Linked DNA regions of Mus musculus: regions 1, 2 and 3 are each linked to region 4. A link is a contact called in public HiChIP or PLAC-seq and promoter capture Hi-C data. All regions are on one chromosome and are shown on one strand. The core of a region is the stretch at or near the end of the contact, and the rest is flanking DNA. Distances in the headings are between cores, read along the strand shown.

Evidence for each region. Promoter capture Hi-C pulls out the DNA fragments that hold promoters and counts their contacts. HiChIP or PLAC-seq counts read pairs in DNA pulled down with a chosen protein or histone mark.
Region 1: a contact with region 4 is called in an H3K4me3 HiChIP or PLAC-seq map of embryonic basal ganglia, with 5 times the contacts expected there. The contact joins the enhancer-like site here to the promoter of 6030443J06Rik in region 4. A contact is called at or near these places in 6 of 39 promoter capture datasets (the 3T3-L1 cell line, 3T3-L1-derived adipocytes, cranial neural crest and 2 more), 4 of 115 datasets of contacts at active chromatin or transcription factors (embryonic basal ganglia, embryonic stem cells, epiblast stem cells and 1 more) and 1 of 9 other capture datasets (adipose tissue).
Region 2: a contact with region 4 is called in a promoter capture Hi-C map of pre-B cells, with 5 times the contacts expected there. The contact joins the promoter of Fbxl13 here to the promoter of 6030443J06Rik in region 4. A contact is called at or near these places in 5 of 39 promoter capture datasets (3T3-L1-derived adipocytes, cranial neural crest, liver and 1 more), 1 of 484 Hi-C or Micro-C datasets (CD4 T cells) and 5 of 115 datasets of contacts at active chromatin or transcription factors (astrocytes, forebrain, memory CD8 T cells and 2 more).
Region 3: a FOXA1 HiChIP or PLAC-seq map of pancreatic cancer cells shows a contact between it and region 4. The contact joins the enhancer-like site here to the promoter of 6030443J06Rik in region 4. A contact is called at or near these places in 8 of 39 promoter capture datasets (the 3T3-L1 cell line, 3T3-L1-derived adipocytes, cranial neural crest and 5 more), 2 of 484 Hi-C or Micro-C datasets (adipose-derived mesenchymal stem cells and embryonic stem cells), 9 of 115 datasets of contacts at active chromatin or transcription factors (astrocytes, embryonic stem cells, forebrain and 2 more) and 1 of 9 other capture datasets (adipose tissue).

What each region holds. Positions count from the first base shown.
Region 1 is chr5:23,192,496-23,198,704 of GRCm38.p6, reverse strand. The region is part of intron 2 of Lhfpl3 (lipoma HMGIC fusion partner-like 3); the gene reads right to left. Among named protein-coding and RNA genes, the nearest start is that of Gm17434, 120 kb to the left of the region's middle. Within about 2 kb of position 1,409, at least 14 of the 459 cell types and tissues checked have an H3K27ac peak or open chromatin away from gene starts, as enhancers often do. A contact at or near this core is called in embryonic basal ganglia, where this site is marked.
Region 2 is chr5:21,642,086-21,648,060 of GRCm38.p6, reverse strand. Fbxl13 (F-box and leucine-rich repeat protein 13) reads left to right here and starts at 2,456. Exons shown (of 21, transcript NM_001199632.1): 1 at 2,456-2,599. The coding sequence starts at 2,525. Armc10 (armadillo repeat containing 10) reads right to left here and starts at 2,055. Exons shown (of 6, transcript NM_026034.5): 1 at 1,826-2,055. The coding sequence starts at 1,958.
Region 3 is chr5:23,416,592-23,422,521 of GRCm38.p6, reverse strand. All of the region lies in intron 1 of 5031425E22Rik (RIKEN cDNA 5031425E22 gene), which reads left to right. Among named protein-coding and RNA genes, the nearest start is that of 5031425E22Rik, 14 kb to the left of the region's middle. Within about 2 kb of position 3,946, at least 443 of the 459 cell types and tissues checked have an H3K27ac peak or open chromatin away from gene starts, as enhancers often do. A contact at or near this core is called in 3T3-L1-derived adipocytes, adipose tissue, adipose-derived mesenchymal stem cells and 9 more, where this site is marked.
Region 4 is chr5:22,546,266-22,552,418 of GRCm38.p6, reverse strand. It overlaps 6030443J06Rik (RIKEN cDNA 6030443J06 gene), which reads right to left and starts at 2,006. Exons shown (of 3, transcript NR_102315.1): 1 at 1,947-2,006. It overlaps Orc5 (origin recognition complex, subunit 5), which reads left to right and starts at 2,081. Exons shown (of 14, transcript NM_011959.3): 1 at 2,081-2,227; 2 at 4,403-4,495; 3 at 5,821-6,021. The coding sequence starts at 2,156.

The sequences.
Region 1 (6,209 bases), core at 160-2,659, 650 kb before region 4:
AAATCAGGTTTAGAATATGTGTGAGTTTTTTATTTTTTCTTTTTTAGGCACACTTATCACCCAACCTGATGATTCTTGTTGCCTTGGTGGGTTGATTTGGGGGAATGTCTTAGACTCTATTGGCTAACATATTTCTCTTAAAAGTACCTGTCAAGAGGTTTAAGAATAAATATTTTCTGTAAGATGCAGTTCTTCAAGCTGTCCTTTTGGACAGAGACTCTGTCTTATACTCCAAATACAAGATGAAGACTTGTACATCTCCTAGAAAAGATAATAGGACAATGTGGGACTAATTCCTGTTGGGCTGTCCTGCATGGAATGTGCTCAGGTATGGGAAGAAGGGGTTTGGCCTCTGCATCCTGAATTATCAAGACAGTTCCAGACATGGATCCCTCATTCTTTGGAGAGTGGGATAGGAGGTACCCTGACAGTTCCAACGATGGACCCACCTACCTGCAGTACTAGCATGAGGTGGTGTCTACATTACCATACTCTCCAACAAGCCAGGCCTGCAATTTGTGAAGAAATGATCTTGCTATGCACCAGAAACCAGTCCCAAGAGAGACCCCAGGGCATGGAACAGGGTAGAAAGGATTATTGGAAAGGAGGAGAAAGGGTCCCAACTGGAGTCTTTGAACAAAGCACTGTAATTAGAACATTAAAATGTATACATTTAGTTATCCCCATCCCTAGTCATGTGGTCTTCTTATCTTTCTGAGAGAGAGAGAGGGAGAGAGAGAGAGAGAGAGAGAGAGAGAGAGAGAGAGAGAGAGAGAGAGAGAGAGAGAGAGAGAGAAAGAAACCCTTCCAGATGTGGAACACAAGTACACAGTCTAACAAGTAGTGATGGAATGAACATATGTCTAGCCCCTGGCCATGTCAAGTGTTAGGACACTCCTAGTCCCATACTAGTCCCAGGTCATCTCTCTCTTCTGGAGTGACCATTATTCTGAGTGACAGTCTCCTACCTGGATTTCTTTGTGGGGTGGCCAGCCACATTCACATCCCCAAACCACACCAAGGCCATTTTCTTCTGTATGTATTCTTTGCATTTTCCTTCTTTCACTAAGCAGTACACCCAAGCTAATGCAGATATCTATGGTTCCTTTATCCCCCCTGCTGTACAGTACTGGGTCATTGTGACTGTTTCTCTCTCCTTTTGAGATAACAACCTTCCCAGCAGCTGCTGACTGACTGTTAGTGATGTTCGTACCAATAAAATGAACTGAAGCTCAGATGTAAGCGTCCTAGATCACACTGAACATCAGCTACTGAGAAGTGTTGTTGATCTCTCTCCAAATAAGACAGCGGCTACAACAGGCAGGAGCATCACGGTGACTCCTGGAGAGAAGCCTCAGGGGATGCAATGGGTGCTCCTGAATGCCCACTTTGTCCTCTTTACAAGCAATTCTTTGTATTATCGAACTCAGGGTAACAAATTCTTATTGGTGGAACATTAACTTGCAGACTCACTGTAAGATCCCTCAGCTGCTGAATGTGTTGCTTTCTCTTACGCTGATATTATCAGCCAGGAGGTGTCAGCATTAAGTTAACCTTCATTTTATTTCAGGTTTAAGCTTCCAAGATGATTGTGAACTAAAAGTGGGAAGAACGTTAATGTATGCACTCATTTATGCTAGTGCTGGCAAAGACGGATGCTTGGCACCAGCGTGGCATCTGTCATAATAGTAATGATAATTGCTAATGACTGTAACAGCCACAGTAAAACATGCTGTCATCTACCCAGCAAATGATGCCACCAATGTAGAGTCAGTATACTGTTGTTTTTTTTTTTTTTTAACTATTTTTCTTTCTTTTAAGGATGGAGAGTGGATGTGTGCGTACCAGCCTTTGCTTTTCTGGCAGGCCTCCATTAGTAGGATGCAGGGTGCCTTCCACCAGATTTTATACAGACTCTAGCTTCAAAATAAAGAAAGTTGCCTTTGGCACACCCAGGGTATTGTTGGACTTCTGAACATAAAATGTGCTATAAGGGAAAGACTGAGCAATGATCTTCAGCTGCCAGTTCTCCTTGGCATCTATATGACAACATTCATAAACACACCTTAATTACACATCACAAAGCAATTGGAAACAATTTCCTTAAATGGTTTCCTGATGAAAAATACTTCAGCGATTTCTCCTTAAGTGGAAAGTCATATATCTACTGTCTGCTTGGCATCTTCATTTGGTTATCCTGACTTTCTGTGGAGGCTGGAATGACCTTTCTTTTTTTTTCTTTTTCTTTTCTTTCTTTCTTTTTTTTTTTTTTTTTGGCTAGGGATGGGTTTAATTTATGTTGTTGCTGCAGCACTAATAGTATATCTTATTTCCAAATGTTTGCCCATTTGGACAAAATGATGGAGTTATCCTACACAAAAGAAACTCATGCCTTTCCCCATGTAGCCTTCTTCTGCTTCACCAAACTCACTGCTCTGTGGATACTATTTTCCCCCAATCACCAGCGAATCATCTTTCCAGTGGCTCAGACTTCAGGAGATGAATTAGCCTCTCCCATCAAGCCTGTAGAGTCTACCTCAGAGCCTTCTCTTAAACCAAGCTCTTCTCTCTGTGTCCTTGCTACCTATTTCTCTATACACCATCTTCTCCTTCCTGTGGTACTCAGTGTGGCCTCCCTTCCAGTGCCTTTACATCTAACCCTGTTCTTTGTAACTTGGTTTCCATTTTTCCAAGCCTCAGTGAGACCCTACCACCTTAATTAAAATCCTTGCAATGACATCTTGTTGACCTTGAATGCAGTCCTGGCCCATAAGGCCTATCATCGATTCTCTCTGTTGATTCTCTTGACACTCCTCATTGTATCCTTATCCTGGGTTCCTCAGGAAACGCTGTGTCCAGGTATGGCCTGCTTCTTTACTAATGGAGCACTATTGCCATTCACTTGAATTGAATTTGTATAGACTGTCTGCTCATTAGTGGAGCTGTGTACACTTGCTCATTATATCCCAGCACCCAACTCTCTGCACAGCACATTCATTGCTATTGTTCAGAAAAGATTTACCAGCCCCACAAATGGCTGACATTCAATATGGGGACCTAACCTCAGACAACAAGATTGTCTATGCTGTTGGGTTAGACTTCTCTTGCCTGTCAGAATAGATCTTTAAGCTACTCATTTGATATATACATTATGACTTTCATTTGATATAGGACAAAAGATTACTTGTAGGAAAAGTAAATATCAATAATTCAAAAATGAAAAGTTTGCTATTCCAAAGATGCTGGCAATGCATCTCAAGAACCAGGATGAATCAGTAAACACAGCAGTCCCTGGTCATGGTCTTGGGACCTGCCTTTGGAAAACTTCTCTGCATCTAGTAGCAGACTCTCAGGGGCAGAATACAGATGGCTGTGCAGTACCTACTGCAACCTTAGCTTATCTGATCCCTTACGTGGAAGGTAGAAAGCACTTTCACACTTTGCTCAGAATTTTACCACATGCTAAGACTTTCAAAGCATGGTGTGTCTTCTACCTGTCTAGGATGTGATGTTTAAGAAAAAGGATATTGTTAAATAAGGAATAAATTATTTAGTTGCCCTAGGTTGAAAGATCCATATTTTATTCTTTCCCAAGTTTTTTTTTAAATTTTAATTAAAATATAATTACATCATTTCCTCATTGCCCTTTCTCCTTTCAACTTCTCTGGTGTTATTTCCTCTAGCTGCTCCCACATTTTCCTCCCTTAACTCCCTCTCAGATCTGTGGTCTCTTTTTTTCGATTACTTACATATATTTGTGTGTTATGTATAAGTATGCATATGTAACCTGTTGAATCTGTTTAGTATTTCTCATATGTATCTGATTTCAGGACTGATCGCTTGGTGTTGGATAACCAATTAGGGGTTCATCTGTGGGGAAGGCTAACCCTCCCTCTCTCAGCAGTCTTTACTCATCTGTAGGTCTTTGTTGAGGGGTGGGGCTTGTGAGAGTCCCATCCTCCATATTATTGTGTCTACTACTTGTCCTTGTCACTGTTAGGGGCTTGTTTAGCTGTCTATCTTGTAGCATCTGTTTGATTTCTAAGAGATATAGTCATGGATCCTGTGCCACAGTGCTTCATACCCAAATACTGCCAGGAGAGACCTGGCCTCCCAGGAGTGTGGACTCACCTGTGAGCATAGGTAAGACTACCACTTCAGCTCAGAGGAATCAGTCCAGAGCCCTCAGAGCACAGGAACCAAGGAGCACCCTGAGACAGGATCCTTCAGGTTTCTATCTGTACTGGGAGCTGATCTGTGCCACAGTGCTCCATATCCAAATACCACTGGGAGAGAGCTGGTTTCCTAGAAGTGCCAACACAAACCTGTGAGCACATATAAGACCACCACTTCTGCTCAAATACCTGGACCAAGACTGACACGCAGAACAATCAAGACAGAGGAACCAAGGAGCAGCTAGGGACAGGATCCTTCTGGTTTCTGCCTGCACCGTGGAGCTGACTCTGTGCCAGAGCTCTGCATACCCAAATTCCTACAGGAGAAAATTGGTTTTCCAGGAGTACTGACACATAGGCTTGCAAGAGGGACAAGCCACAGTCAGAGACAGTAGACCAGATAACGCCGGAGATAACCAGATGGCAAAAGGCAAAGGCAAGAACATAGACAACAGAAACCAAGGCTACTTGGCATCATCAGAACCCAGTTCTCCCACCACAGCAAGCCCTGGATACCCCAACACACAGAAAAGCAAGACTCTGATTTAAAAATCACATCTTATGATGATAATAGAGGACTTTAAGAAGTACATAAATAACTCCCTTAAAGAAATTTAGGAGAGCACAGGTAAACAGCTAGAAGCCCTTAAAGAGGATACACAAAAATCCCTTAAAGAATTGTAGGAAAACACAACCAAACAGGTGAAGGAATTAAACAAAACCATCCAGGAGTTAAAATATTGAAATAGAAACAATAAAGAAATCACAAAAGGAGACAACCCTGGAGATAGAAAACCTAGGAAAGAGATTAGGAGTCATAGATGCAAGCATCACCAATAGAATACAAGAGACAGAAGAGAGAATCTCAGGTGCACAAGATACCATAGAAAACATTTAAACAACAGTCAAAGAAAATGCAAAATGCAAAAAGCTCCTAACCCAAAACATCTAGGAAATCCAGGACACAATAAGAAGACCAAACCTAAGGATAATAGGTAAAGAAGGGAGTGATGATTCCCAACTTAAAGAGCCCTAAATATCTTTAACAAAATTATAAAAGAAAACTTCCCTAACCTAAAGAAAGAGATACCAATAAACATACAAGAAGCCTATATAACTCTAAATAGATTGGACTAGGAAAGAAATTCCTCCTGTCACATAATAGTCAAAACACCAAATGTACAAAACAAAGAAAAATATTAAAAGCAGTAAGGAAAAAAGATCAAGTAACATATAAAGGTAGACCTACCAGAATTACACCAGACTTCTCAACAGACACTCTAAAAGTCAGAAGATCTTGGGCAGATGTCATTCAGACCCTAAGAGAACACAAATGCTCGCCCAGGCTACTATACCGAGCAAAACTCTCAATTACCATAGATGGAGAAACTAAGATATTCCATGACAAAACCAAATTCACACAATATCTTTCCATGAGTCCAGCCCTTCAGAGGATAATAATGGGAAAACACCAACACAATGACAGAAACTACACCCTAGAAAAATCAAGAAAGTAGTCTGTTTTTTCAAAAAACCCAAAAGAAGATAGCCACACAAACATACAAATAACATCAAAAATAACAGGAAGCAACAATCACTATTCCTTAATATCTCTTAATGTCAATGGACTCAATTCTCCAATAAAAAGACATTGACTAACAGACTGGATATGTTAAACAGGACCTTTTTTTGCTGCATAAAGGAAACACACCTTAGTGTCAAAGACAGGCACTGCCTTAGAGTAAAGGACTGTAAAACAATTTTCCAATCAAATGGTCCCAAGAAAAAGTTGGAGTAGCCATTCTAATATCGAATAAAATCAACGTTCAACCAAAAGTTAACAAAAAGGATAAGGAAGGACACTTCATGCTCATCAAAGGGAAAATCTACCAAGAAGAACTCTCAATTCTGAACATCTATGCTCCAAATGCAAGGACACCACATACATAAAAGTAACTTTACTAAAGCTCAAAAGCACATATTTTACCTCACACAATAATAATGGGAGACTTCAACACCCCACTCTCTGCAATA
Region 2 (5,975 bases), core at 1,207-3,706, 900 kb after region 4:
GCCACCATGTGGTGGCTGGGATTTGAACTCAGGACCTCTGGAAGAGCAGTCAGTGCTCTTAACCTCTGAGTCATCTCTCCAGCCCCATTCCTTCTATTCTTACTGTTACAAGTTGTCAGAAATACTATTTTAATAACTTTTATACAATAGCATGTAGTTTTAAAAAATATATTAATACAATAAACAACATATAATTCTATCAATTCTCCATATGTGTCCATCTGGGCTCTGTATCTTATTTCCCTGATAGATTTTCATTAGTAATGATTGAATGAGTTTATATTATATAAGTCAGGGTCTTACATCAAGTTGAGTTATTTGATACTGTTTCCATCTTTTTCAATGGCCTCAGAGAGTCTTTGTTTGGGGAATACACTTGTTTTTGGAGGCAGGTTAGCCTAGACTGGCACTATTTCGTGATCATCCTACCTCAGTGGACTCGGGCTGGGATTAGAGCTAGGCAACACCTTCCTCTCCTGGACCAACAAACTTCACAGGAGGAATTACACACTTCTCAACAGTTTAAGGAGAAGAAGAAATAGATTTCTCTCAAATGCAAGGGTAGAACGTTGGGAAGGGGCTGTGGGCAATCGATTTTTAAAGCTGTCTGACCCTGGTTTTCTTTTCAGTACCAAAGTGTAGTGGTGGATGCTGTCAGACCCAGCAACCCCGGAGATGGAGACAGGAGAATCAGAAGTTCAAATTTTCTGCTATGCAGTGAGTTCCAGGCCAGGGACACATCAGATCTTCTGCCTTAAAAAAGCAAAACAAAAGACCACCACCACCACCAACAACAACAACAACAAAAACCCACCAAAGTATTCTTGTATAGAAATATTTGACAGAGAGAAAAAACAAACAAAACCACAAAAAACCCACACACAAACAAGCACCCTACAAATCAGGCTTTGTAAGGGCAAATGCTCATTTTCAAAAACTGCTTTCCTCTGTGACCAAAGGGGAAGGTTCTGTGCACTCCCCTTTCTTACAGCATTTCCTGGAGGAAATGGAAGGCTGGAATATAAATCCATGGTTGTTCCTGGTCCCTTCTAGTAAGTGCAAATTTTGAAAAGTAAATGCTAGTTGTACAACCCAAAGATGTGTTTTCTACCTGCCTTTAAAGGTGCCTTATTTTTGTTCTAGGGAAGGGCAATTAGCTCCCACCAACCTCAGTTTAAAAACAAATATATTTCTCTACCTTTGAGGCAAGCAGGTATTGGTTGGCAGGTTTTATTTCAAATAGTTTTTCCAACAGTTTTCACGACTTAAGCCATCCTTTTAGAAGGGTGTGTCTCCTGTTGGTTGTGGTTCTTATTCCCAACACACACACCCCGGTTGCAGGGACGCTACGGATGACTTAAAGGTACTTCCCAGGACAGGTGCCACAAAGTGCTGGCAGAATTGCATCTCAGGGATCCATTCTTCACATAGCACGAGCAAAGTTTCAACCCAGGCTTGAGGCCCCTGAGAACCTTCTCACAGTAAGGGGCATCTCTTTGATAACAACACAAAAGCTCAGGTAAAACTTTAAAATGAGAGGCAATCTACTTGGCTCGGAGAAACCTCAGCTCTTGGCTGTGAAGCCGAAGGGAAGTAACAGGACACTTCGGGCAATGTTTTCAGCTCTTATTTTAAACAAAGAAGTGGGAGCAGGGAAGCGGCTCAGGACCCACCCAAGGCAACCTGGGCTTCCAGAGTCGTCTGTCTACCTCCAGCCTTTCTCCCCATGCAGTCGCGGGTGTCTAGGGCACCTCCAACCCAGCCTGGCCTGAGGTGGGTCCGGAGCCCCGAACCAGTCCACCTGCCGGGCAGCCCATCGCCTCACCTGCGGATCGCGAAGGGCGCAGTCGGCGACCGCCTCGCCGCGGTCCCCGAGTCAGCCGGTAGATACAGTAGCAGGCGCCGGCGCCCAGGACCAGCCCTGCTGCCACCCAGCCCACGTCCCGCGCGCCACCCATGCTGCTGCCTCGGAGCTGCAGGGAGCCGAGGAGCCAGGGCCACACGCAGGTGCAGCTGGGCCAGAACCAGCCCAGAGAAAGGAAATGGGGTTGGAGCTCCGCCTTCCGGAAGCCGCCCTGCTAAAATCGGAAGCCCTCCCACCCTGTGTGCTGCGGTTCCTTTCACCAGGCAGGCGGGATGCCCCTAGTGCAAGCAGCTTTTTCCTGGACCAAGACCGGGACTGCGGCGCGTTGAACACAGACCCTAGCTCCGCCCCAACACTCACTCTCCCGTCCAGCCCTCTCATTTTACCCGGCCCCGGCCTGTACTGTCCTGCCCCGCCCCTCCCCGCTCTGCCCCGCCTCTCTGCACTCGCCCCGCCCCTCTCTGCCCCGCCCCTCTGCAATCGCCCCGCCCCGCCCCAGTTGCCCCGCCCCCTCCCTGCTAGGTTCTTTCTTCATCTCGCGAAAGGCTTGGACTATTTGGCACCTCCTTTGTGGTTGCTAGGCAACGCTCCGGCGCGTCTCTCCTCCTCAACGTGAACAGCAGTAACCTATGAAACGCATTCTGAGTCCTGCTTCTGACCATGGCTTCACTACGCAGTGCCACCCCCAGGCTAAGGAGCTACTTCAGGGACAAGTACATTCCTCAAATCTGTGAGGTACTGCAGCCACATAGCCTCTCACACAGTGGGCGCGGGGAAAAACTGGGAGAGGCAAGGAGATTCCCGGAACTGGAGCTAAGAAGGAGCAGGATGGGGAAGCTTGAAGTCAATTTAGGGTAACTAGAGAGAGAAGGGTAGGTTAGAGAAGACCGAAGGGTGCCGGTGGCTAAAACCAAGCCCAGGTGGGGATGACAAAGGAAGGGGACGGGGGAAAGTGACAATCTGCAGGGGGCGCAAAGAGCACAGGGCCTGGGTTGGAATCTCCAAGTGTCAACTACTAAATTCTATTATGGAAGAGCGTCTTGAGCAAGAAGTGAGTGGTGAGCCACTTGAAGACAAAAGACTTGAGGGGTTCTGGGTGTAGGCTTCGCCCCGCCTCGTTGTTAGCAGGAGGGAAGAAGAGTCACCTGCCTCTACACACAGCTTCACAACACACCTTTTTAGAGATCGCCACCAAGCAAAACCTGAGGTCTTGGTTTCAACAAAGAAATGAATTTCGGGGCCAACTTGTATGAAGCAAAGCTGGCTTCATTAAACGCAGGAACAAAGGTGCTCCAGTAGAGAGAGTAGAACACACCTGGTCAGACAATTGCGGGCTTCTGAAGGGAGAGTCGACCTTAAGTGTTGTCTTCACAATGCTGACATCAGTATTTTTTCTTGTGACTTTCAAGGTTACATTTCTAAATGTTGCCAAGAAACTACTACCCCTTTTCTTTTTCTTTCTTAATTTCTTTATTCACTTACTTCCCGATTGCAGCCCACCCCTCTCCTCCCCTCCCAGTCCCTTACAAGCCCCTCCCCCACTACCCCCTTCCCCCTATCAGAGGAGAAGGGAAAACCCTCCTTGGGTACCACCCCAGAGTCCCAGAAGGATAAACATTCCCCTTTTATTAACATCACCCAAAGAGTATAGTCTGTAACAAAGTTAGATTAAAAACCGAAGTTTCTTTTTCTCTCAGTAACTAACATATAGTGCATTTATGAACAGCTTCATTTAGTTCTGGGAGTGGGGAGGCCAGGAATTCAAGATAATGTGTCATTTTGACCTTATGTAAGCAGAGCCTAATTACTGGCCTCGACATCCTTGGTTGAAGTGTCTGGAGATACAGCACCCAGCCTCAAGTGAGCACAGTTGAAGTCCATTAGGTTCTTACCCGCAGACTTAAAGTCCTTTCTGAGCAGTGAAAGTAGATCAGTTCTGAAGGAGCAGGGTTTCCTCCTCTACCTCCGCCTCCAGTCCCCTCCAGTCCCCTCCAGTCCCCTCATTCTGCCCTGCCTCGGGAGGACAGTATGGTATTGAAAACCAGGTTTTGTACTCCTGGGGGCAGGGAGCTGAGAAATCACTGGTGACTCCCATTTATCTGTATGTTATGTTACGCGGTGTATGTTATGTGGTGATACAGCGGGAGTTCTGAAATGGGGCGAATGAGGGAGTTCTAAGGGAGAGAGAAGAGTGCCATTCAACCTCCAGGGCAATTGGGCACAACACTTCCTTTTAGGATGGCTTTTCCCCGTGATTTTATCCAGATGATCCCTTCAGTCACCTCTGCTCACACATTAACAGCAGGGGCAAGACAGGTTTTGGGCACACTCATTCACTTTCCCTCAGACCATTAAGGTGACTTCTATTCTGCCAGGTCTCTCTGTACTTTGTACTTGTTGCAGTTATCTATGCATGTTTGACCTCTTCTGAACATTGCCTGTGTGTTCTAAGTAAACCTAGTTGTCCATCCACAACACTGTTTCCCTACAAACCTGTGTACACTCTGATAAAGGAAAAACCCAAACCAAAGCCTACCCATGCCAGTGGTTTGTAATGGTTTGTAAACTCTTACTTGCCAGGGAGACTGAGGCTGAAGCTTGCTTGAGCCCAGGCATAGGGATGGTAAGACTCAAAAATAAAAAACACAACCAAAAAATAAGCAAAATAAAACCTCAACACCAAACCAAACCAAACCAAAACCACAACACTTGCCTGATCTACTAAGCTTATTGAATCTGCTGATTGATATTTAATTTTCATTGGTTTTGGAACCAATTACTTAAATCTATTGTTATTTTTACCCAATTCTTTTCTATTATAGGAATCCAATCATGAATATAATAAAATTCTACCCTTGTCCTCTGTTTTAGCTTTTGTCCAGCTACCTCTTTTTTGTCTTCTGGATGATATTTTGGATATTTTTCATTGACTTATTTAGTGGATTGCTAACTTTACTAATTCTGCTTTTTGTTACATCTCATCCCATCTGTTGAATACAATAAGTGAAATCTTAATTGTAGATAATGTATTTTTCAGTCTTGGAATGCCCATTGATTCCTTTTAATGCATTCCACTTATTAAAATTATAAAGATACTTTTTCATCTATTTTGCTATAATCTCCTGTTTTCAAACATGTTAATGATTGTTTTGTAAAAATCACTCTCTGGAAAGCTGGTCACACATGTCTATAATCCCAGTTCTTGGGGAGCTAGGACAAGAGGCTTGCTTTGAGGCCAGGCTGGGCCACATGTTGAGTTCAAGACACTTGGTAAGCCTGAATAAAACAAAAACAAGAAGAAACACAGGTTCCTTCAACATCTGGATAATTTTTGGGTCTGTTGTCTGTTGTTTCTTTTCTTCCAGTAATTACCTCTACACACTGAGTGATTTTTTTTTGTTGGCTATCAAGTAAAAGAGAACAGTAGACATTCTCCACAATGCATTCTTCAGCAGAGAAAGTCCTCCCTTTCCTCACTCTAGAGGGAAGAGCTGAGCTCGATCCAGGCGGATGAAGCTGGCTGCTGCTCTGCTGTGCTGCAGGAGTCCTCCCCTTTTCCTGTGAATCTCTCTTAGAGTTGTGCCAGCTGGCTCCCAGCTTCCTTCATGAACACCCTAGACCCAAACATATTTGTTACTGAGCAAGTGATCACAAAAGCTGGCTGGTTTTCTTTCTACTAGTGGCAGACTATCCTCTGCCTGGACCCAGTCTTCATTTTAGACCCAGAGCTGGGAATGAGAGCTGAGCTTTGTCAGTTCGCTGAGGAAGAGTCTTCCTCCCATGGAATTTTGACCACTCTCCAGTGTCTTACTCTATGTAGGATGCGTCCACCCACGTAGAGGCCGGTGATCAAGACTGGCTCCTTAGTAAGTCACTCTCCTGAAAGTTGTTCTCTGACTTCCACACATGCACACACAGTAAATAAATGAGTTTGTCAATCTACAAATAAATAAATGTTAAAAGCATAAAAATAAAAAAGTAATATTATTCTGTCAGGAAATACTCTTTCTCTGTCTCTTTCTCAGATCATGTGATTGCACTTACATCGAGCTAGCCTTCCCCATCACTAGAATCTAATAAGATGTTCTTGCCGTCTAAGAATATTGCCTAC
Region 3 (5,930 bases), core at 2,697-5,196, 870 kb before region 4:
AAGTAGAGAAAGGTGTTTAGAAAACTTAATGTTAACTTTTTTGTTTTAACTTTTAATTCTTTAGGAATGTTTCTTAAGTAGTGATTTATATTAGCTACTGGGATTATAATGCTAAGCTTTAGACATTTTATTTGGAATAAAATGTTATATGGATTCTTTTGTCATGCATGTGATTTTTGTGCTCATTTTGCAATAAAGTTAAGTATTTTGGTTTTATTTTGTTTGGGGTTTGTTTTTGCTGAATTCCTCTTCTCCTAGGGCACAGTGCTAGTAAGTTTTAGTACTTGTAGTAATTAGCCATTCATAAGAACTCAGAGATAATTTAAGATGCCAGAAAGCTTTGTGGTGAAGACCAAGTTCAATTAAATCGCCAGCCAGTACCTACTAAGGTCCAATAATCATTCACGTGTGCATGGGTGGACTAAGAATAAGGGAACTGCAGTAAGTCACACTACGAGTTGAATAGTTTTTGTGGATTTTTTTTAAAAAGTATGGGTGGGATGATAAATATATCTAAGACTGGTCTCTTACACATAATATTTTCCATGTAGGAAATAAGGAAAAAGAGTGAATATTTTTAAATGAATGATTAAATTATTTGGACTTAAGATTTCTACAACTAAAAAATGTCCCCTGCTAACTCTGTTATAAAGGGATCTGTTAGTATATATAAGAAAACAGGGAGAATACAAATGTTCAGAATTGGTTAATGGATGGGTGATATGGATAGGTATACACATATATCAATGGTTTTATATATATGATGTCCCAGACACTAGATGGAATTACATACCATCATAAAGGTTATTGCTTAGTGATTATACCATTGCCTATCCTGTGTGATACCCTGGGTTCAGGTCCTAGCATCACACAAAAGTAGGTTTTATCAGGTGAGGTAACCTGAGGTAACCAAGTACATGAGAGACTGCAGGCAGGAGGATCAGGAGTTCGAGGCCAACTTGGACTACGTAAGACTGTCTCTGAAAACAAACCCAAGCAACCCAGTAAGTCTAAACTATATTATCAATATGGGCCCATATCTTGCTGACATAAAGGAAGAAAGGTAAAGAAAAGATATGCCATCATAGTGACTAAAGAATACATACATGTTACTTTAGTATGTGTGTCTATAGTATAACCTCATACCTAGACAGTTGATGATACAACATTCCCTAGGGTATTGCCAATATCTTTTTTTTAAGAAAAAATGCAAGTTAAAATAAGACTACAAAGTTAGAGTTTAATGCACTACCATCACTAATCACCATGAATATTTCATTACTTGACAGGTTACTAATAAAGTTAGGCACAGTAAAGATTTCCTATAACATTATGGACCCTGTGACATAAGCGTTTTATAAAGTATCAAAAGCTATGTTAGACTTAAAAATTAATCATAAATGCATATCCCACAAGCATCGTCCTTTGACAATGATGGAAGTTTTAAAAACAAAGATTATTATGTCAGCCAGATGGGCTGTATTAATCCCAGCACTCCGGAGGCAGAGACGGGTGGATCCAAATTGAAGGCCCAAGTGGTCTATATAGTGAATTCCAGGTCAGTCAGGACTAACAGTAAGAAAAGTTAGGGGTGGAGCTGGCAAAGGTTTTCTGCCTGATTATAGAAAGAGCAGTGTGTTGGGTTGTTTTGTTTTTACTGATTGTTTCATAAAAGGGGCTGATGCTTTGTTTAAGTTGTAAAAATAGGAGTGGAGAATAGCTTAGTAGTTAAAAGTGCTTGCTTTTTCAAAGGCCTGGGAAATAAGTACACCCCCCTACACAGTCTGTGTTGCCTCTGTACAGTTGTCTCCAAAGATGGCTGCGTGAGAGAGGAGGGAGGAAAGGGTGATTAAAGAGCCTGTCTTAGGGAGAACATTTTAGCAATGGAAGGCAGTGTACAAATTTAGCAAGTGTAATTTTATAAGTACTCAGAAGCAGCAAATATGATCTGTTCCACCATGTGGTTTCAGGCCTAGTAGATGTCACAGAGTGACACTGCCATATATGAAAGTATTGCTGTTATGTTTGGAGATTATACTACTAGATGTAGCCAGCTAGTTTTACTGACATGACAGTACATAGTCACACACTTTTATTCCAGTCCTTTATCCTGAAATGCCTGCCTTTTTCCTCACCCCCCCCACCCCGATTTTAGCAAATTACCTCAACCTAAGCATCAAGTCAGTATTATCCAAAGTAAAATTTGAATTTTAAGCTGCATCTCTAAGCACTTGCAATACAGATTTCCCTATGAAAAGACCCCAATTACAATAGCCCAGTGCATGATACAAACTGATAAAGAGGAGCAGCTTTGAACAGTCACTGGCTTTAGAGAGCTGTGTATTGACAGTGCTGGGATGAGCAGCTACACACAGCCACATCACAGCTGAGATTTAATAGTCCCCTTCCTGAGAACGGAAAAACTGCACACTTTAAACTCACTGTACGGAGACTTGTACACTTCTGAAGATTCTATCGAGAGGGGATTCGCTGCAACAAATGATTTAACAGATTTAGAGAAAGTGCCTATCTAGTCAGCTCAATATTAGCAGATGTGCTCCATAAGTGGTCAGTTACTGGGGCTTTTAGATTATATAGGGCTTTGGTCATAGCTTGATGGTAGAGCACTTGTTTAGTATGCTTCAGGTCATGGGTTTGTCTTGTTTAGAGGACAAGTTCTCAGTGGCTGGCCTGGAACTTGCTTTATAGACTAGACTGGCCTCAAACATAGGAGATCACCTGCCTTGAGTTGAAATGTAGTCTTCGTCAGTTCCAGCACGTTTGATTCTTAGTACTGAGGGAAGGGGAGGGGTTAGGGGCTGAGTGAGGCGTAGCTCTGGGAAAGCACTGGGCTCAATCCCCAGCAAAAGTTAGGGTAGAAGTCTGTGAACCCAGCCACAATTGAAAAATAGTCCTAATAGAAAATCTAGGCATAGTGGGAAATCACTGCAGCCCCGGCTCTCAGGAAGTATGAGGAGTTGGAGACTTAGCTTTTACATAGGTTGAGAAGGTTTTTTATAAGATTGACTCCATGGTCCACATGACCTTAATGTGGGTTGCTTTTCGAGGACGAGGGTGGGCAAGAGTTTAAACGAGGTCTCAGGTGACTCAGACTGACTGACCACCAACTCAACACTGCCTCTAGAGTTACAGGCTTGGCACAATACACTGCAGGAATTCGGAACCAGAAATCCATCCTAATTAATGCTTCTGAAAGGCGGATCCCTTCTCGGAATGCTGTTAATGTGCGTAGAGTAGCATAGTGCACAGATCCTGTTAAATTCTCCATGGACACTCCTGCTTAGAAATCCTGTGCAAGGTGTTCAGATTCTAAGAGAAGGCTGACAAATAATGAAGCTTAGACATAATGGTGCCCTAATGGGACTAAATAATTTTATTTTTTAAAGGCGAGGCGTGGTTCGTGTAATTCAGGCTGGCCTCGAAATCACTTGGTAGTCAAAAGATCAACGCCTTTTTTTTTTTCCTGTTTCTAGCTCAGGTTACAGGCATACATCACCATGCCTGTAACGCGCAGCTAGCTATTCTAGCGTTTAATGTTCTTGTAGCTTTCAACTGGAGTGATCCTTTCCCTAACTGACATTAGAAATTAGTCCAGTAAAAGTGGCCTGAGTGAAAAGCTGTAGGAAAGGATTTTTCTTTAGTGAGAAGTACTGAGGATCCATTCTCTTAAGCCCGGTTTGATTGACGAGTGGTTCAGTAGCTTAGTTTTGACCTTTTGTAGTAATCGGGCTTTTACCGTATAATACCTATAGCCGGCGTGTCCTAACCATGGATAAAACCAAGCTACCCCGTTGTGGCTGCCAAATTTTACACCAGAGGAAAAACACCTCTTGGCGAAGCATAGCGTGGGCTTGTGCTCTAGACCTCAAGCCTTGAGTCCCACAGTGACAGAGCGAGTGCTTGTACCACAGAGCAGGGCGTTTCCCCGGCGCTGTCTGCGTCACGGCGGCTGCCCTTCCGCTCGGGAGAGCAGCTGCGGGAGCTGCGCCTGCAGGCTGGCCGGGTGCGCGGCGCTCGAGCCGGGCGGCGTTTTCCTGGGACCTTCACGGAGCAGAGCGACGAGGCTACATACAGCGGCCGAGCTTATCCCTTCTTTAATCCTCGCTGTAAAGCACCGTAGTGCAGCTTCCTGCTTAACTCGGTCGTCTGAGCTTCCAGCTCACATTTTGAGCCCAGTGCAGCCGCCATCTTCCGGAAATGCTGATGGTGGTTAGTCTGCGCCCAGTGGAAATAACAATTTTTTTGCTTTTGTTTTTGAAGCGGTCTTGCATTTGGCCCGATCTTTTTGAGGACTTGGGTTACAGAATTACATCATGCCTGGTTAGTTTCATGATGCTCAGTTTGGGGAAGTAGAGCAGTGTCCTTGTTGAAATATAATCTCTTTAGTCCAGCCTTTTCTCACTTAAATTAGATTGATGGATTAAATGAGATAATGTATACCAGATATGCAGTAGTAACTAACAGAGAAAGAAGGGAATGGTGGGTGGGGGAGTTGCGGGGGCGGGGGGATGATTAACTTTGCTGGGTATCACCACCTAAAACATGAAGGTATGGAGAAGCATGCTGTAGCACATGAGTGTGTATTTTGACAGCTCTTCAGTATAACTGATCCCTCCAAAGCAGACTTTACTGGCTTCTGGTTTCTAAGGGATGCTTCTTTTTTGTGTGGCTTCCTTTTTTGCAGGTCCATACTGAATAAATATGCTGTAGGGTGATGGACAAGGCCAAGTTGGGTAGTCCTACCATGATTTTAGTTTACAGGGAAAAATCAGGCTGAGTTTAAGTACATTGTAGGTTTCTAGGTGTTAGAAGTTTTCACACATGTGCCCGTTTATTTTTAGGGCGCGGCTTCACTGTTTGGCTAGGTGGTTTAGAACTGGGTATAGATTAGGGGACAAAAGCAGGAGTGAAGTCGCTTGGGGTTTGTTGTTGTTTTGCTGTTTTAGGTGCACTAACGATGTAATAATGTGTTTGGGATAACTTAGGAGGCAGCGATGAAGATTTAAACAGTAAAAGATTATTACACAAAAAATAACCCCAAACTTGTGCTTTACCGCGGACCCACCAGGTTGGAATATACAGGGAACAGTTGGACCATCCCTGTTTCAGGCTGGGGGTTTGATTTCTTTACACTTGCTGTCTACAAATCTCTGCAGGACACCAAACCCACGACTGAATGACACAGCCAGCATCCACAATTCACACAGAGAGGTAAAAATGTCAGATCCCCACACCAGTTGAACCAGAAGTTCTTTGTACATTAGAACATTTAATGGGAAACTGCATATGAACTGTAAAGTGTAAATACAGTCTGATTGGGATTAGAAGAGCCCTCTTGTTTAAAGCCTTGTTGATGGGGAGGAAGCCACACAGTAGAGTATACTTGCAAATAATAGAAAGGTCAATCTAGTACAGACTTAAGATGTACTATTTATGTAAGCTATGTTAACAGTAAAAATACAAACCAAAATGAAACAGGCGAGGAGAGTTGTGGCTCAGTACTACTCGCCTGGCAACGCTGCACGGACAATCATTTAAAAATGCTGATGTGGAAAGATGGCTATCGTAGGCCTTGAAGTGATATTTACAAGATAATCCTAATTTTGCTTTAAAAAAAAAAAACCTCAGTATGTATTTGTGTGCACTTACTAAGGTGTTAGTGCCCTGCAGCTGTCAGGGTGCTGGATCACCTTGCCTGTCTATTTGTGACCTTAAATGTTCAGTGAAAATGTGTGACAGTGGAGAATAATAAAATATATTTTGTAAATCTGGTTGCTTGCATAAAATGAGTATTCTGTTGAGGAAAGAAAAGGTGGCACGTCAATAAATCAAAAAATAAAAATATTCAGAAATCAGGCATTCTGGGTAGAAGATATTTTCTCTAGATTTCAATTAAATATGAATGTTTG
Region 4 (6,153 bases), core at 757-3,256:
GAACTGGACTTGACCGGTTTGAGCTGGGTTGGAACCAGAGGAACTCATGTCCAAGGAAAAGCCATGGAGTCCTTCCTGGTACTTGGGTTCAGCTACAGATCAAGTGCTTAAACTTTTTTTTCTTTTAGATCAAGTCCAGTCCCAATATGGAGTATGCTTGGCCTCTCAATATGATTGTATATATAAGCAATCCCCAAACTTCTAGCAAAGAACTCCTACAGCTGATCAACAACTTCAGCAAAGTGGCTGGATAAAAAATTAGCTCAAAGAAATCAATAGACTTCCTTTACACAAATGATAAACTGTCTGAGAAAAAAAATAGGGAAACAACACCCTAAAGAAAGAAATTGAAGAAGATATCAGTTAGATGTAAACTCTCCCATGCTCAAGGATAGGCAGGATTAAAATAGTGAAAATGACCATCCTACCGAAGGCAATTTACAGATTCCAACACAATTTTTTATAGACCTTGAACAAGCAATTCTCAACTTCATAAGAAACAAACAAACAAACAAACAAACAAAAACCACAGGAGAGCCAAAACAATCCTGAGCAATGAAAGAACTTCCAGAAGAGTCACAGTCCCTGACCTCAGGCTGTAATAAAGAGCAACAGTGATACAAAACACCTGTGTGATACTGATACAAAAACAGACTCACAGATCAAAGTAAATGAATCAAAGACCCAGAAACAAACTCACATACCTATGAACACTTGATCTTTGAAAAAGAAGCCAAAATTATACAGTGAAAAAGAAAGAAAGAAAGAAAGAAAGAAAGAAAGAAAGAAAGAAAGAAAGAAAGAAAGAAAGCAAGCACCTTCAATAAATGGTGCTGGTCTAACTGGCAGTCTGTATGTAGAAGAATGAAAATAGATCCATATTTATCATCTTGCACAAACCTCAAGTCCAAGTGGATCAAGGATCTCAACATAAAACCGGATACATTGAGTCTAATAGAAGAGAAAGTGGGGAAGAGCCATGAACACGCTGGCATAGGGAAAATGTCCTGAATAGAACACCAGTGGCTCAGGCTCTAAGATCAAATATTGATAAATGGGACCTCATGAAACTGAAAAGCTTCTGTAAGGCAAAGGGCTCTATCAACAGGACCAAACAGCAGCCTACAGATTGGGAAAGGATTGTCACTAACTACTTATGGTAGAGGCTGTGGAGTAAGGGGAATACTTCTTCATTGCAGGTAGTAATTCAAACTTGTACAACCACTTTGGAACCAAAGTGTGTGTGTGTGTGTGTGGTAATTAGATTTCCTCCACAGGCAGTTGTATTGTTCAATAATACATAATGGGCCTCTTTCTAATATGGGTGCCGTGTTTTCCTTGTCTTTTTGCACTGTTTATGAAATCTATGTGTAGCAGACACTGCGTACATTATCTTTTATTCTTAAAAATACTCTACTATAGTCCTTATGTTCTATATAAGGAAGTTTATAAATAAACGGTTCAAAGATTCTCCCAACATCTCAAAATTCAGAAAAAGTTGAGTCAATGTTTCCAGACCAAATTTTTTTTTCAGGACCCAAAGCCCTCTCTTTGGACACGAATTTTCTTATTCCTATACATTCTTTCATTTCAAGGCTTTTCTTCTTCCAGGTGTCCTATAAATGTGCAAGGACAACGTTAATTTTACTGATTACCCTCACTAACACTCGAATACTTCCACATCTAGTTTCAAGCTTGCAAAGACAAACAAATGATTTTATTTAGTTAGTTCCACAGAGTTCCCATTGTCCACTTTCTTGCCAGAGGAAAACCAATTTTTTTTTAAAGAATACTCGTTTCTGTCGGTACTTTTATGTGTGCGGCTTTCTGGAGGGAACTGAAGACACAGAAGGTGGGCGGTGAGGTGCCCCCAGGTCGCCCTTCAGCTTGTGTAAGGGTTTCAGGCTGGAAAGCTCAGGCCAGAGTGGGAAGCGATAACCACTTACCAGTAACCGACCACTGAGCACCGCCGCCTGGAGACTAGAGCGGCCCACGTTGTCGCGCGGCTCCCTGACGTCACTCGACCGCGCTGGCTCCGCCCCCAGCCCAGGCTTCCGGCCGGAAAGCTTGCGGTTGTTCTACGTGAACCACGCCTGAGTGGCGCAGGGCTGACCGGAGGCCAACTGCTCTGCAGTATCAGGTGGTGCCCGCCAAAATGTCTCACTTGGAGAGCATGGTCCTCTGTCGAGAGGCCCAAGTGTCCACTTTGCAGTCCCTGTTTGGAGAGGTATTGTAGTCAGACTGCTTCCCAAATGCCAGAGGCGAATGCGTCCTGGATCCGTTCCGTTTGGGGGGAGTACTGTGTGGATTGCGAGGCGGTAGGCTATCCCCCTTATGTTAAGATGGAGGTGCGGTATGACTGCCCCACACTTACCCAAAGAAACTTCTCAGTCTATTTTAAAGGAGACTGCAGAGGAAGAGCTGGCCTGCTCTACAGGACGTCGGCTAGGAAGTGCTCCTTTTACTTGGACCACACTTTGGAGATTATGTGAGCCCCAAATAGCTACTGCAAGTTGCTGCAGAACAGGGTTTGGGTAGGAAGTCTGTTTGCAGAGTGTTTACTAAACGCCAGTTCGCCCGTTGTAGTGAGGTATAGATTGGGTCAAATACAGAGAGGTGATTGGCTTCAAGGCCAATTAGGGTAACGCTGTGGTTTAGCCTTTAAAATCCTTCAGCTTTTCTAGAATTATAAAAGCCAGGAGAAGTCTCGCTTGGGTTTCTCTCCCTGCCGACCAGATGAGATGATTTAGAGGGGAGAGGTTAGCCTCTGAAGTGAACACAGGCTGAAGTAACATTCATTTCTCTCAGTTGCCTTGCATTGTGCTCATTAATTAGAATTGATTGCACTTGGATCTTATCTGGGAGATGAGCAAATACAAATAGCCATTTAGTCTTCCTTTAGAAATGTACTTTCATCCAGCAGAGTGTCGGATCCAGTGCGTCTGTGGTGGCAGATGAAATAGTCATGGAAAAGTACTTCCCTCCATCTAAAAGGCGTCATGTTAGCAATTCTAGAGGTCAGCTGCATCTGTAGTTCCTAGTTATAATGCTTTCAGTTATAGTTACCTATATTATTGAAATGTATAATTGTTTATGCTCTGTACATTCCTTCATTGGACTTGATAAACCCAGATTATTCTAACCAAAAGTACTCCTCTTTTTTTGAGGAATACTTTATTAGCAAAATAAGATAGGTAGGGCTGATTTAGCAGTGGGTCCCAGAAAAGGCTTCACCTTTGCTCTTATTTAATACTACATCTAACAAAAACAATATTTTTCTTCAAGGAAGTTTGCATGTGGGAAATACAAAGAACCACTATAGCAAATAGCTACAGAAGAAAAAAGAGCTAGCTATGCTCGTAGAAGACTAATTTATATGTTTAGCAAGTGTGTATTTTCTGAGCACTGGCTCTGTGTGTGGCACTGTGCCAGATTCAGTCTTGTGGCACATGTTGGGGAAAAGTTAAGTGACAGTGGAGTCAGAGTTCATTTCAACTCTAGGTGACAATGTGAACGTTGTTTAAAAGGGGAGCATGCTGGTTAGTTTTGCCCTCGTGGGAAGAGAGAACATAACTGAAAACAAATATGCCTCCAACAGATAGTCAGTAGGCAAGTCTGTAGGACATTTTCTTGATTAATGATTGATGTGGGAGGGCCCAGCCCACTGGGAATGGTACAACTCCAGGGAAGAAAGCAAGCTGAGTAAGTCATTAAGACACCTTCCTCCGTGGCCTCTGCTTCAGTTTCTGCTTCTAGGTTCTTGCCTGGAATTCCTGCCCCAACTTTCCTTCATGATGAACTATAACCGTCAAGCTGAAGTAAACCCTTTCCTCCACAGGACGCCTCTGAGCATGCTATTAATCACGGCAATGGAAGCTTGTATGGGCAGGGAATACTGTAGTAGGCTCCAAAGAGTAGATGTATACAAGTGTGATGGGATTCCAGATTTCATCTAGCTTTGGAAAGAAAGAAAAACAAAAAGTCATGAGCTTCCTTTTTGCTTATGAAATGATACCTGAAATTATTTTAAAAATTTATGTCTCCCCAGTAGATGTTTGAAGCCATCAGAGTCTACCCTGTTTGACACTGGTATCTGTGCTGCTCAGTCGCTTATAATTTTATAGGATAATTCCATAAGGGGACACACGTTGAGTTGAATTTAAGTTCAACTTAAAGTATTAGGCACACGCCTTTAATCCCAGCACTCGGGAGGCAGAGGCAGGCGGATATCTGAGTTCGAGGCCAGCCTGGTCTACAAAGTGAGTTCCAGGACAGCCAGGAACTACAGGGCTACACAGAGAAACCCTGTCTCAAAAAACCAAATAATAATAATAAAAAAAAGAATATGTATATACCACTGAAATAACTTGGATTTAGTGTTATCCTGTCTTTTCTTTCTTAGAGACATCATTTCAGCTTTCCGTCCATCTTTATTTATGGACACACTGCCAGTGGGAAGACCTATGTAACACAAACATTGTTGAAAACTTTAGAGGTAAGAATAACCCTAACCCTGATGTGGACCTTTATTCTTACGTCACTAGAGACGGAATGAATCGAGACAATTTATTTCACCACCCAGTGCCTTCTCTATCTGCAAACCAGGGCAAGTAGAGTCAGCTTTGGGATTGTTAGGTACTAAATGTTAACGCATGAAAAATGAATTGCAGTTCTTATTATAAACAGTTATAGAAGTATTTTAGATGCTATTTATTTATGAATATTATCATATACCTACTTATGTCCTAAGCCAGCAGTAAGCCATATCTATTTGAGAAGGTATGGCTGTGATCTGCAGCAAGTGTGTACACAGAAACAGATGTGCAGGCCACAGCTTCAGGTTGCTAACTCTGGTCTTGCCTTAGCTCCGAGGATGCATATTTAAGATGGCCTGCTGAGTTGCTCTGAAAACTTGCATTTGAAAACTTGTCTATGAAGTATCCTGGAGATAATTGTTGAATAAAAGCATGAAAATCCAGTAAGGAGTTTTATGTTTAAGGAATGTATTATATTTTTAATACTTTATTACTTTTTGCAATCACTTAATGTAAGAAGAGATTTGTTTCTGTTATAGATGCCCAAATACATGCTTAGAAAAAATACTATTATTTGAGTCAAAAATAGCACAAAAATAAGCAAGATACTTATTTTTAACAGACATTATGAGTGTTCTACATAAGGAAATGAATGTGAAAGCAAATATTGTTGGTATCTTCCTACTAAATAAATGTAACATTTATTTAATGTAAGTAATCTTCTCTAGTAAATAAAGTTCTCACTAGGAGTTTCAACATTCAAAAGTAGTTTGGTTTCTTTATAATAATATTTCGAGAGAAAAATACAAGTTTACTTTGGGTGCTAGAGGAAAACAAATGAAAAACTCAAATCACTGAAGTGAGTTTGAGTAAGGAACTATCTACAAAGGCTGAGGAAGTCTCAAGGGACTTAGAAGGGACAATATTCATCATGGCATTTATCTCCCCCAGACCTCAAGGGATCTTAGGGACACTGTTGCCAAAACTGGCAAGACTAGCTGCTTTACAGAAGCTGAACCCAGCTGGAGCGCTGGCCTTTACAGCACAATGTAGACCCTGAAATAACAACGAGCTGCTTCCCTCACCGCCCTGCTTCAGGCCCTAGCTGCTACCTCCTGTGACTTCTCCACCCAGGACCTGGTGATACACTTTACATGGTCAGGCTCTGGGGCACAGGGCACATAGAGAACAGTAGGGTGTAGACTCACTGAGGCCATTAGAAGCCACCCAGCAGACACTGCACTGTGTATGTTCTGTTTACCCTGCTGTGCTGTTTTGTTTTCAGCTGCCGCATGCCTTTGTGAATTGTGTTGAATGTTTTACTTCGAGGCTACTTTTGGAACAAATTTTAAACAAGCTGAGTCATCTTAATTCTTCAGATGCAGGGTGTTCTACAGAAATGACCTGTGAAACATTTAATGACTTTGTTCAGTTATTTAAGCAAGTGACCAGTGCTGAACATCTCAAGGACCAGACTGTGTATATTGTAAGTAATTTGATATGATCATATTATCTTTAATTTGAAAACTGCAGTAGATACACTTCCATATATTTATTTTGAATCTTATTTTGTATAGTGCTCTGTGGAAGGTACTTTTGTGATATAAAAATGTGTTAG